Regions from separate parts of the Sminthopsis crassicaudata genome. Here region 2 is linked to region 1. Evidence: chromatin contacts called from public Hi-C data. All regions are on one chromosome and are shown on one strand. Each heading gives the region's core, a stretch centred on a gene start, on an enhancer-like site or on the middle of the called end of the contact. The rest is flanking DNA. Distances are from core to core; before and after follow the strand shown.

Region 1 (5,146 bases), core at 1,108-3,607:
AATAGGGTGGGGAGGGAAAACAGGATATAACAAGTAGAAAGGCTACCCAAAACAAATTGCACCCACATATACAATTCTGCCTAAAGTCCAGATGGGTAGCTTAATTTCAACCCCGCAAATATGAATTCTTTCATTCAAAGTCCAAAACAAGGAAAGCACCATTATTGATTACACACTTTTAAAGCACAGAGGGAACAGTACGCCACTCTCCTGCCTCCCCACTCCCCAAAAATTTTGAAGACGCTTCCTATAGTATTAGATCAACTGTCTTAACTGGCTACTACCCAACTACCCAAATTCTGTCCAGAAAACAGACTCCAAATCCCAATATTTCCATTTTTTATCCTTTGCTATGAGACCAAAATAAAGGCCTAATAGACCCTTCCTGTTTCTTGGTAGCTGAATTTTATTGGATTATATATTATATTGTCTGTGTTCAAAACAAGACAAGATTATCAGCTCATGCTACCAGCCTGGGTCCAGTCCCCAGCAATTAAAACTATGTCCAAAAAAGTCATTATCGATACCTTTAGAACAACTCAGACAGAAAACTGAATAGTGTGAGGGAAAGAAAAAGGGCGAAAGAGGGAAACATGTTTCTTCCCATGAAAAATAAGCCTACTTTAAGTTCGAAGCTTGGTGGTAATCCCAGAAAATAGGAGATTGTTTGACAAGAACACCAGTTATGTGCAATCAATCACCCACAAAAGCAGTACTGGACTGTTTATTATATTTATTCACCCATCCTCCTAATCTTATTCATCAGTCCTGAGGGCAGATGGCAAGATGGTACAGAAAGTGTTCTCCAATCCTGTTTCACTCTGCAAAACATGTGTTCTCAATGCGACACATGTAAAAAAGAAAACAGGTTTTTTTAAATGAAATTTAAAATTAGGAAAAGACAACAAAGGAAATAGCAGTAAAGAATTCTGAAAACATTTCTCAAGGATTGATATTTGCTCCTGTGAATATTAAAAAAAAAATGTGAGACTGAACGGATGCTCATGTTTGGATTCTTTGGGCTTGATTTAATCATTCTACATCATCTCCTTTTTAGGGGGACTTTTAAACTTGCACTCAGCAACAACTTGCTGGAAAACCCCCGAGCCACCATTTTTACTTTTCCTCGTGGGGGAGTGGGTGAAGTGCAGAAAGGAGGTAAGGGGGGGAAGAAATGAAACACCTGTGTCTCCCAGGTCCGGAGAAACTCTTTGTCTGATTGCTGAGAAGCATTAGTGAGCTCAGAAAAAAAAAAAAAAAAAAAAAAAAAAACAGACATCATTCCATTATTTAACATTGCGGAGGTTTAAAAACAAAGACGCGAAATGGCATTCAAGCTTTTGCTTTATTTCTCAATCTAGCACACCTCCTGGTTTACATTTCTTCGTCCAGCCAAAATAACAAACAAAAAAAAAAAAAAAAAAACACTTTAACTCATCACTCAGAGAAAGACGAAAGACACGAGGCTAAGAATAGAGGAACTAGACTGAGATCCATGTTGATGATTACTAGTTATTGTTCTGACAATGACAGATACAAAAATAAATCTTCCCCACCATCCACGCCCACAAACGGGCCCTTATGCAAAATGCTTTTCGGAACGAGACTTGGAAGGAATGCGCTGGAAGTGTTGTTATGTACATATCGCATCCCGTGCACTCCGAACCACGCCAGCCGCATCACCCATACACAAAAGCCCGTGATGGAGCAGGCAGATAGCCTCCGGAACGTACGGCAGAAGAGCCGCGGTCCAATCACCTCCCTCTCACAAAGGTGGGCTTCGGGGAGGCTGCTTTGCATGGCTAAGCTGCCCTGTTCTCACCCCAGCCACGCACACCATCGGTGTCCCATGGGAACAAATCTATTCCGTGTCGCGGCTCATTGTCCCGAACTGCCGAAGCCTTGATCTCATTTTATCCCAACAATAGCTCCCTCTCCTCCCTTCCCAGGGACCATCCGAGGCCTGGGAGCTGCCTTGGCATCTCAGTTTTCTTAGTTCTTTCTTCCCCATCCCCCGCCCCCCACCTACAAAGGAATAAATGCAGCCTCCTCACTCGGAGCAGTTAGGAGACGCTAGGGGCCGGGGCGCCTCTTCTCGCTTCGGGGAAGAGGAGGAGAGAGCCCGGGGGTTTGGGGAAAAGTAAAAAAGCACTCGGGGCAACCGCCGAGAATAAAATCGCCGCCACCGCGCCGCGAGGATAACAACAACCGCGACACAACTTACCCAGAAAATAACATTGAAACCGAATATGAAATATTTGATGCAACAACTGACTTCAGGACCTTTGTAGTGCTTCCCGGACATCCTCTGGGTTCATGAAGGCACTTTCCTGGGCAGCCAGAGTTCGGAGCCCTCCGAGCACCCCGACGCGACCGCGAGCTCCCCACACCGGGGCCGGCTGCAGCCCCCGACGCGACCGCTTCGGCTCGAAAGCGGCGGCGGCGGCGGGCTCGGCTGCCGCAGGAGGAGGAGGAGGCGGCGGCAGCGGCGGGAGGACGGTGACCGAGCTGGGCGCCGAGGAGCGGACTCGGAGCGCGGGGCTGCACTGCTCGGGGCTGACGGTCTCCCCCGCTCTTCAGCCCGCCTCTCTCCCGCACCGAGGCCCCGGCTGCCGCGCTGAGCCTCCGCGGTGGCGGCGGCGAGCACACCGACAGAGGGCTCGGATCTCGGGCTCCCCGGCGAGCCGTCCGGCCCCTGCCCCCGGCTCTGCAGCTGCTGCCGCTGCGGCTCCCTCTCCGAGGGGCGCACGGCGTCCCGCGGCTGGCTGTCTGTCCGTCAGGCCGGCGCTGCTGCCTGCCCGCGGCTAAGGGATGCTGCGTGGGAACCGGCTCGCCCGCGCTCGCCCTTCCTCCGAGAGGAGCGGCCAGGGGACCCAGGGAGACCCGCGCGCGCGCGCATACACTCCCGCATCCACACACAAGCACCGGAGAGCACCCGAGCCCCTTTGACACAATAACGTGTCCTCCTCCTCCTCCTCCTCCGTGCTGCGGCCTCCCACCGCCGCCTGGGCCCTCCCTCCCGCGGCCTTTCTCCCCGCCCCTCGGAGGAGGGAGGTGGGGCTGGGGCGGGGCGGACGGACCCTATCTCCCTACGATCGGGGCTGCTGAGAGAGCCGAGGGGGGCTGGGGAACTCCGCGGAGGCCGCCGGCCTTTCCGATGGAGACTGGCGGCGTCCGCGCTCCTGCCCCAGCACAGCCCAAGGGGGAGGAGGGGTGGGCGCCGGGGCTCCCCTGCGGTCACCTTTGCAAACGGTGCGCGCTCACACACACATCAGTACACATACATTGGCTCGCTCGCCCCGCGCACCGCCCCCTGCTCTAGCCGCCGCTCTAGTCCTGCGGGGCGAGATGCACGCGGAGGTGGCCGCTCGGGCCGGGCCGGGAGGGAGCAGTGCTGCAATGGCAGGGGAGCCCCGGCCCCGAAGGTCCGTGCGCTATGTACTGGGTGTAGAACTTTGAGTAAGTTGCTTGAGCCTTGTAGGCCTCATCCCAAAAGGAGAGGCAAAGACTAAGTGTCCCTTTCACTTCTCCTTCAGGAGGTGTAAGTACGGGTGGACTTCGCGTGAAAGGCGACGGGGGCGGCTGGAAGGGGGGAGGGGAAGGAGACAAAATCCGAGACACAAAGACCGTTTGCTTCGCTCAGAAGGAAGCAGGCTTCCAGAGGAAAGAGTTGTCCATTTAGGAAACAAAGATAACCAACTGATTTTCTCCTGGGAGACTTCAACCTATTACCTGGGGGAAAAAATGATCCGGGTCCGAGAAAATTACCTGCATTGGAGAGCTGGCCCAATGGAGAAATAAGGAACTGGGGTGGGGGTGGGGACGAGGTGCGGATTCTGGCTGGGTTTGGCACGTTGGCAACATTAGGAACAAAAGACTCTGTAGAGGGCACCAGAAGTCTTAATGATTCTTGATGGTTTTAAAGGAAGTGGCCCATTTCCTGAACTTGGGGTGGCCTCCCTGAGAATGGGCCCAGTTACAGTCTTCAAAGGAATCTGGTGTGTCACCGGGAAACCCTGACCATTCCGAGGTTTACTCTCCCGCAGGAAGAGAGTGGGCTGGAAAGTGTCTCTCGGGGTTGCAAAGGTCCCAGGTCAGAAATCAAGTAACAGACCACTCCAGTCCTCAACATGGAGCAATGTGGCCTGGTGAAAAGGACACTGGTCTTGGAGTCAGGAAGACCTGAGTTCAAATCCTGTCTGTGTGACCATAAATAGGCTAGTCACTATCCCTCTGGCCTAGTTCCCTCGTCTGTAAATTAAGGGCATTGGGACTAGAGGAGCTTTAAGGTCTTTCCCAGTTCTCAACCTATCATTTCATGTGAACTATTCTCATCTAAAATCCTTTAGGAAAGGGGAGAGGGCGGTTGGGAAGACCTTCCAGCTGCTGGAAAGTTGAATGAAAAATTAAGGGGCTCAAAAAACAGCATTGGAGTAACATCCTATTACATCCACCTTCCTCCCCAATTTAAGTCCTTTTACATTCATTGACACAGACTGCATTCTATACCTTAGAGAACAAAGATGCTGGACAAGGCAGTTCTCAAAAGAAAAACCAACCCCAAGTTATACAATTAGAGCTGGAAAGAAGCTTGAGGCCATTTGGACCGACCCCTGCATTTTACAGAAGAGGAAATTGAGGCCACAGAGACTGAATGACTTGCCTAAGGTCAAATATGTAGTGAGCATAAGAGTGAGATTTGTGCCCTCATCTTTTGACCCAAGCGCCATTGCTCTGGAGAAGTAGTGTCAGAAGCCATACTTGAAGCTCCCAGAGCTCTCCCTTCAATACCAGGCTGAATCACAGAAAATCCTTCAACACTTCTAGGGGAAAATGCTGCAAAAGGCATGCTCTGAATCATCTTCATATATATGAAATATAGCTAGTATTTCATATAGGAAAGACTAGCCAAGGGAAAAAATCTTGGCCCTAACCATGAGATTCTTAATTTAAAGCACTTTTGTCAGAACATCATCTGTGGTTGTCTTAGAGGTTATTGGTTTCCTTCTTTATCAAAGGACTAGTAAGCCAGTAAAATGCTGCAGCTGAAGGGCATCCAGCTTTGAGAGACCATGAGTTTGACCAAAGAAACTACACAGGGTGTTAGACTTCTCATAAGTCTTCTGCCCATCCTTCCCCTTAAAGC
Region 2 (4,750 bases), core at 1,558-4,057, 280 kb after region 1:
AGTTTCAATCTCCCTTTGGGGGGATAGGGGGAGAATGCAGTACATTTCCTACCCTAGATCAGTTTTCTCACAATCTAAAATGAGGCCTGATTGAAATAGATTTGGGAGGAGAGGGAGAGACTAAGATTGAGAAGGAACCGGCAAGAAATAAAAGACCCAATATTATAATAAGTTCCGCCCTCCCCAGCCCAAAAGGGCAAATTTCTCAATCCATCTGGACTCGGAGGAATCTAAGATTCCGTCCTCCTCACTCCTCCCAAGGCATGCGCAATGCGCAGAACGGGGGCCAAGGATGAATGAATGGAGGGCAGTCGAAATCCTGAAGCTTAAGCCGGCCCCGGCGGCACGTCAAGTAGGCCCAGTAAAGGCATCGACTGCCCCCCCCCTTCTCCATAGTTTCTCTGTGACAGCCCGGGCTTTAACGCTGGGGGGCAAAGATAATGTGTTACTGGGAGTCCCAGCTCTCACATTCTCCTTTCCCCCAAAAAGCTACTTTCGCGAAACGCGATTAGGAGCCGCTCCCCCTTCTGGCCCCCCCCCCCCCCCCAGTCCTTGGCCCCACGCGCCGCCAACCCCGGCCAGCGGCTCTCGCGCGCTCCCCGAGCCCTGGCGCCCGCCCCTTCTCCCGGCGGCCGGCGCGGTCCAGGCCATCCGCGCGTGCCGCCGCCCTCCCCACCAACCCCCGACACCTCGCGGATACCCAGCGCAAGCCCCGACAGCAGCTGGTGACCGGCTTCCCCGAAGCCTTGCCACCAACCTCCCCCTTCATCTCGACCCCCGTCACAAGCGAGCTTCATGCGCTCGCCCCTAGCCCGCCAACCCCGATTAGAGACCCGATCTCACCGCCGCCCCCCAGCTAGGGCCCCCAAGCCCCGCGTCCCACAACTTCCCCACCCGGGCCTTAGCCGTACCCCTCCCCCCCTCCGCCCATCCGGGCACCTCGCGCTCCCACCACCGCGGCCTCCCCGCCGCCCCTCCCCCACCTCTCCTCTCGTCTCGCCAGCCCCCACTAGAATGTGTGCGCTACACGCCGCCGCCGCCGCCGCCACCTCCCGGCGCCCCCAGCCGCCGCCGCCGCCACCAGGGGGTCAGCACCCGACAGAGGGGGAGGGGGTGGCGAGGATTTGCGTGCGCGCTGGGAGCGCCGTCCCGCGGAGTCTCCCGGGCCCCAGGGGAACCGGGCGCGGGGACCCGGTAGGGGGTGGGGGGGGGCCGAAGGCAACACTCACCGGTTCCACAGTCGCCATCTTAGATCGATCTGATCAGACAACCGCTCCTGAAGGGGGGGTGAGAGTAAAAAAATGAAATTCAAACCGGATTGGCCGGTCCCCCCCACGTGACGAACGTGTCCGTTTGGCCCGGGCAGCGCCTGCGCAAGGTGGCGGGTGCGTGGGTAACCGAGGGCTTCTGGGAAGTGGAGTCTTTTTTTTTTTTTTTTTTCCTCTCCCTTCCCTCCCCTCCCCTCCTCTCCAGTGAGGAGGAAGGCTGGGAAGAGAAGGGCTGATCACGTGGCTACGGAAACGGTGCGGCGCTGCGCTGCGGGCGGGTGAGTGGGGTTAGGAAGGTGAGGCAGGGGTGGGGCTCGGTCCGGCTGCGAAAATGAGACTGCTGCGGGAGGGGGTTTCCTCCGTCTTGCGTTCTTCCTCTGCCTCACAGCTGCCCGTGCGCCACCGGCCCCCGGCTCCCCCGGCTTCCCATCGTCCCCGTGGGCTCAGCTCACAGGAAGAAACCTCATTGGCTGGGCGCCTCTGCAAGGCTCCCTGGGGCCGCCTTCACTTGGAGTCGTTCGTTCCTCCCGCCACCCTGGTCCTCACTGCCGCCTTCATTCTCTTTTTTTATTTATTAGTGAACTGAAAGAAGCAGCGGGGACGTGCGGCCGGCGCGGCGCGGGGCGGGCGCGACTAGCGCCGGCGCCTCCCGGCCATGCCTGCGCGGGGGCGGGGACGACCTGCCCTGAGCGGGCTCTAGCAGCGGGGGCGGCAGTCGGGCTTCGGAGGCCCGTAGCTCGGTGCTCGCAGTCCGGCCGCGTCAGGCGCCTGAGGTCAGTCCCCCCCCCCGGAGCAGCACCCGGCGGCCCTGGTCACCCAGCGCCGGACTGACGGCCCGGGGTGGCGGGGCCTGGCTAACAATGACCCCGGACCTTGACTCACGCTCCTTCGGCGAGTGACTGCCTTGCAGGGACCTCCGCTTTTTCACCGCCTGTGGCCCAAAGATGACTTACCTCACAAGGGCGCGCGGCGGCCCGGCCGGTCCCAGCGGGTCCCAGGCTGTGAGGAGCCCCCGGCCGGAGAAATGCCGCTTCCGAGGAAGCAGCCGCGGCCTCTCGAGGAAGCGCCGGGGTCCTCGCCCCTGCTGCTTTGTCAAACTACCTGTTGGATTTTTTTTCCCTCTTTTTGTTGACTATGTAATCATGAATTTCCCTAATAATTAAAAAAAAAAAAAAGAGGTTTCAACGCCTAATCTCCCTCTCCCCCCAGGTAAGTTCACCTTCAGCAAAAGGTTACTTTCAGTGAAATAGATTGTGAGATTTTAAAGAATGTTAGCAACTTGAAATATGCCCACAACCCCAGGTTAATCTCTCATCCTTCATCCCCTCCCCTGGCTGGTAACTTTCGGTACCTATAATTTTCCAGGTTGGTGCTATTGCACATGGTCTGTTTATTAATAAAACAGGCACAGAAAAAGAAATCTAATGTGCTATCAAGAGGGCCTTTTGAGGAACAACCCTCCTCACCACTATTTCCCATGATTTTAAGAATATAGTCTCAGAAAATTATAAACTATAGTATATACCTGTCTGCTGTTACTGAAGCTGATGTCCAAGGCTGTGTCATATTACCTATTGTTGAGTGCATAATGGAAGTTGAATTGGCTTACACATAATTGGGGCTTTCCATGAGCCCCAAAGTCATAATCTTTTAATATATAGATTGACCTTGAGTGTCAGAGATAATATATCGAGCTTCCACTTTGTATAGATATATTTCACAAAGGTTGTGAGAAAATAAAAAGATTATTGTTGGTATGAGATACAATTCTTGTTTAAAATGTTCAAAGCAGTAACTTGATTTTAACTGATGCTTTCTTTTTGATAGTATCAAACTATCTTCTTGCAAAACACATAAGGCTATTTTTCATAATACCAGACTTTATTATAGGAACCAGAGGAAGAGTCTGAAGCAAAAATGGAAATTTTCTACTGCCCGAAAAATTTAACTCAGTTCATGTAATAAAGCTTTTTACAAAGACTTTGGTGTTAATCATATCCTTTATTGAATCCAGATCCTCTTTCCATTGGGGAAGGGGCGGGGCTCGGCTCACATTTCTTGACAAAAAGATCAGTTTCTAGTCACTACACCATCTTCCTGGTATTTATGTCTATAGCAAGCTCTTTACAACTGGATTTATTGAATTTGAGTGTTTTCTTGAATGTATTTTTAGTTTTGTATTTAGTATATTAAAAGTAATTTCAGTGTATTATAAAGTTTGTCAAAAAGCAGTTGATACCTGTTCCTTTTGTTCCCATTGTAGCATCTTATCTCAGAAAGATTGGCTATTAAATACATATGTTGATTTATCAATTCTTTTTTGATAACCTCCAGACAAAACCAAGGTCATAAAAGGTTATATTCCTAGTTACCTTGACTTAACTGTTTACAGTTTGATGGACTGTATCTGCTACTGTGTTGCTCTTTAAACATACTGCTTATTTTAGAAGTAATTTCCAAAAATTTCCTAAGGGAATATCTTGCATTTCTTACTAAATCTCATTTCCTCAGTTACTCAGATAACTGAGTCCTCTTATATAATAGTTGTGAACAATTTCAGAAACATAAAAGAGCAGTTAGAATGTTGAAGCTGAAAGGAACCTACGATCATTTGCCTAGCTCAGTTTCCTAAATTATTTCAAGCATCTTAAAATTCATCTAGAAGGAAGAGTGACCCCAGAGAGTCATCATAGCATCATCAAAAACAGGTCATGCCAAACTAAGCTCATTTCCTATTTTTAAATCAAGTTTATTAAGCTATTAAAATGGTAGCTATAGTTTATGTAGGTTTTAACAAAGGATTTGGCCTGCTATTCTTATGGAAAAGATGGAGAGAGATGTAACCATATGACAAAATGAAGAATTTATAGATGGTTAATAGCTGAACCCAAGGAGTCAGCATTAATGGCTTTATGTCATTTTAGGAGGAAATCTTCAGTGTTATCCCCCAAGAATTTCATCAGCAGGTTGGCATATTTGTCAAACAAATGGCTGACCCAGAGATGGTAGGAATAGTTAATTGGGACTGGATGTTAATCAGTATTCCAAAAAACTTGGATGGGCTAGAACACTGGGTTGAATCTTAATAAATGTGAAGTCTAATATGGGTAGAAAAAATACAAATAGAAGATATGGGGAGGAATGGCCAAGCAGTATTTCATGTGGGGACAGGGGGAGGGGAAACTAGGGGACTTATTTAACTGGAAATTCAATTAATAGGATTTAACAGTGCCATATCCCAGCCAAGAAGTGAAATCATTCTTGAGAGATGTATGACAAAAGACACATGAATAAGTAGATAATTGTCCCATTGTGTTCTGCCCTGTTAAAGTATCTGTAGAGATGGTATTTCATTCTGGACATGACATTTTAGGAAGAAGGACATAGGATAAGGTCAAACATAAGAGCTGGGAGATAGATGAAGATGAATTAGTCTTATTTTACAAATGAAGATCAGAGAGAAATTACTTTCCCAATATCAC

The links. Hi-C and Micro-C count contacts between places; a contact is called where the count stands out from the background.
Region 2: a contact with region 1 is called in a Hi-C map of hippocampus, with 3 times the contacts expected there. The contact joins the promoter of EIF4E here to the promoter of TSPAN5 in region 1. A contact is called at or near these places in 2 of 2 Hi-C or Micro-C datasets (fibroblasts and hippocampus).

The regions. Positions count from the first base shown.
Region 1 is chr6:146,624,772-146,629,917 of ASM4859323v1, forward strand. It overlaps TSPAN5 (tetraspanin 5), which reads right to left and starts at 2,358. Exons shown (of 8, transcript XM_074273059.1): 1 at 2,225-2,358. The coding sequence starts at 2,305.
Region 2 is chr6:146,900,213-146,904,962 of ASM4859323v1, forward strand. EIF4E (eukaryotic translation initiation factor 4E) reads right to left here and starts at 2,808. Exons shown (of 9, transcript XM_074275427.1): 1 at 2,794-2,808; 2 at 2,222-2,420; 3 at 1,230-1,276. The coding sequence starts at 1,247. It overlaps LOC141547080 (a long non-coding RNA gene), which reads left to right and starts at 2,373. Exons shown (of 2, transcript XR_012483500.1): 1 at 2,373-2,477; 2 at 3,159-3,246.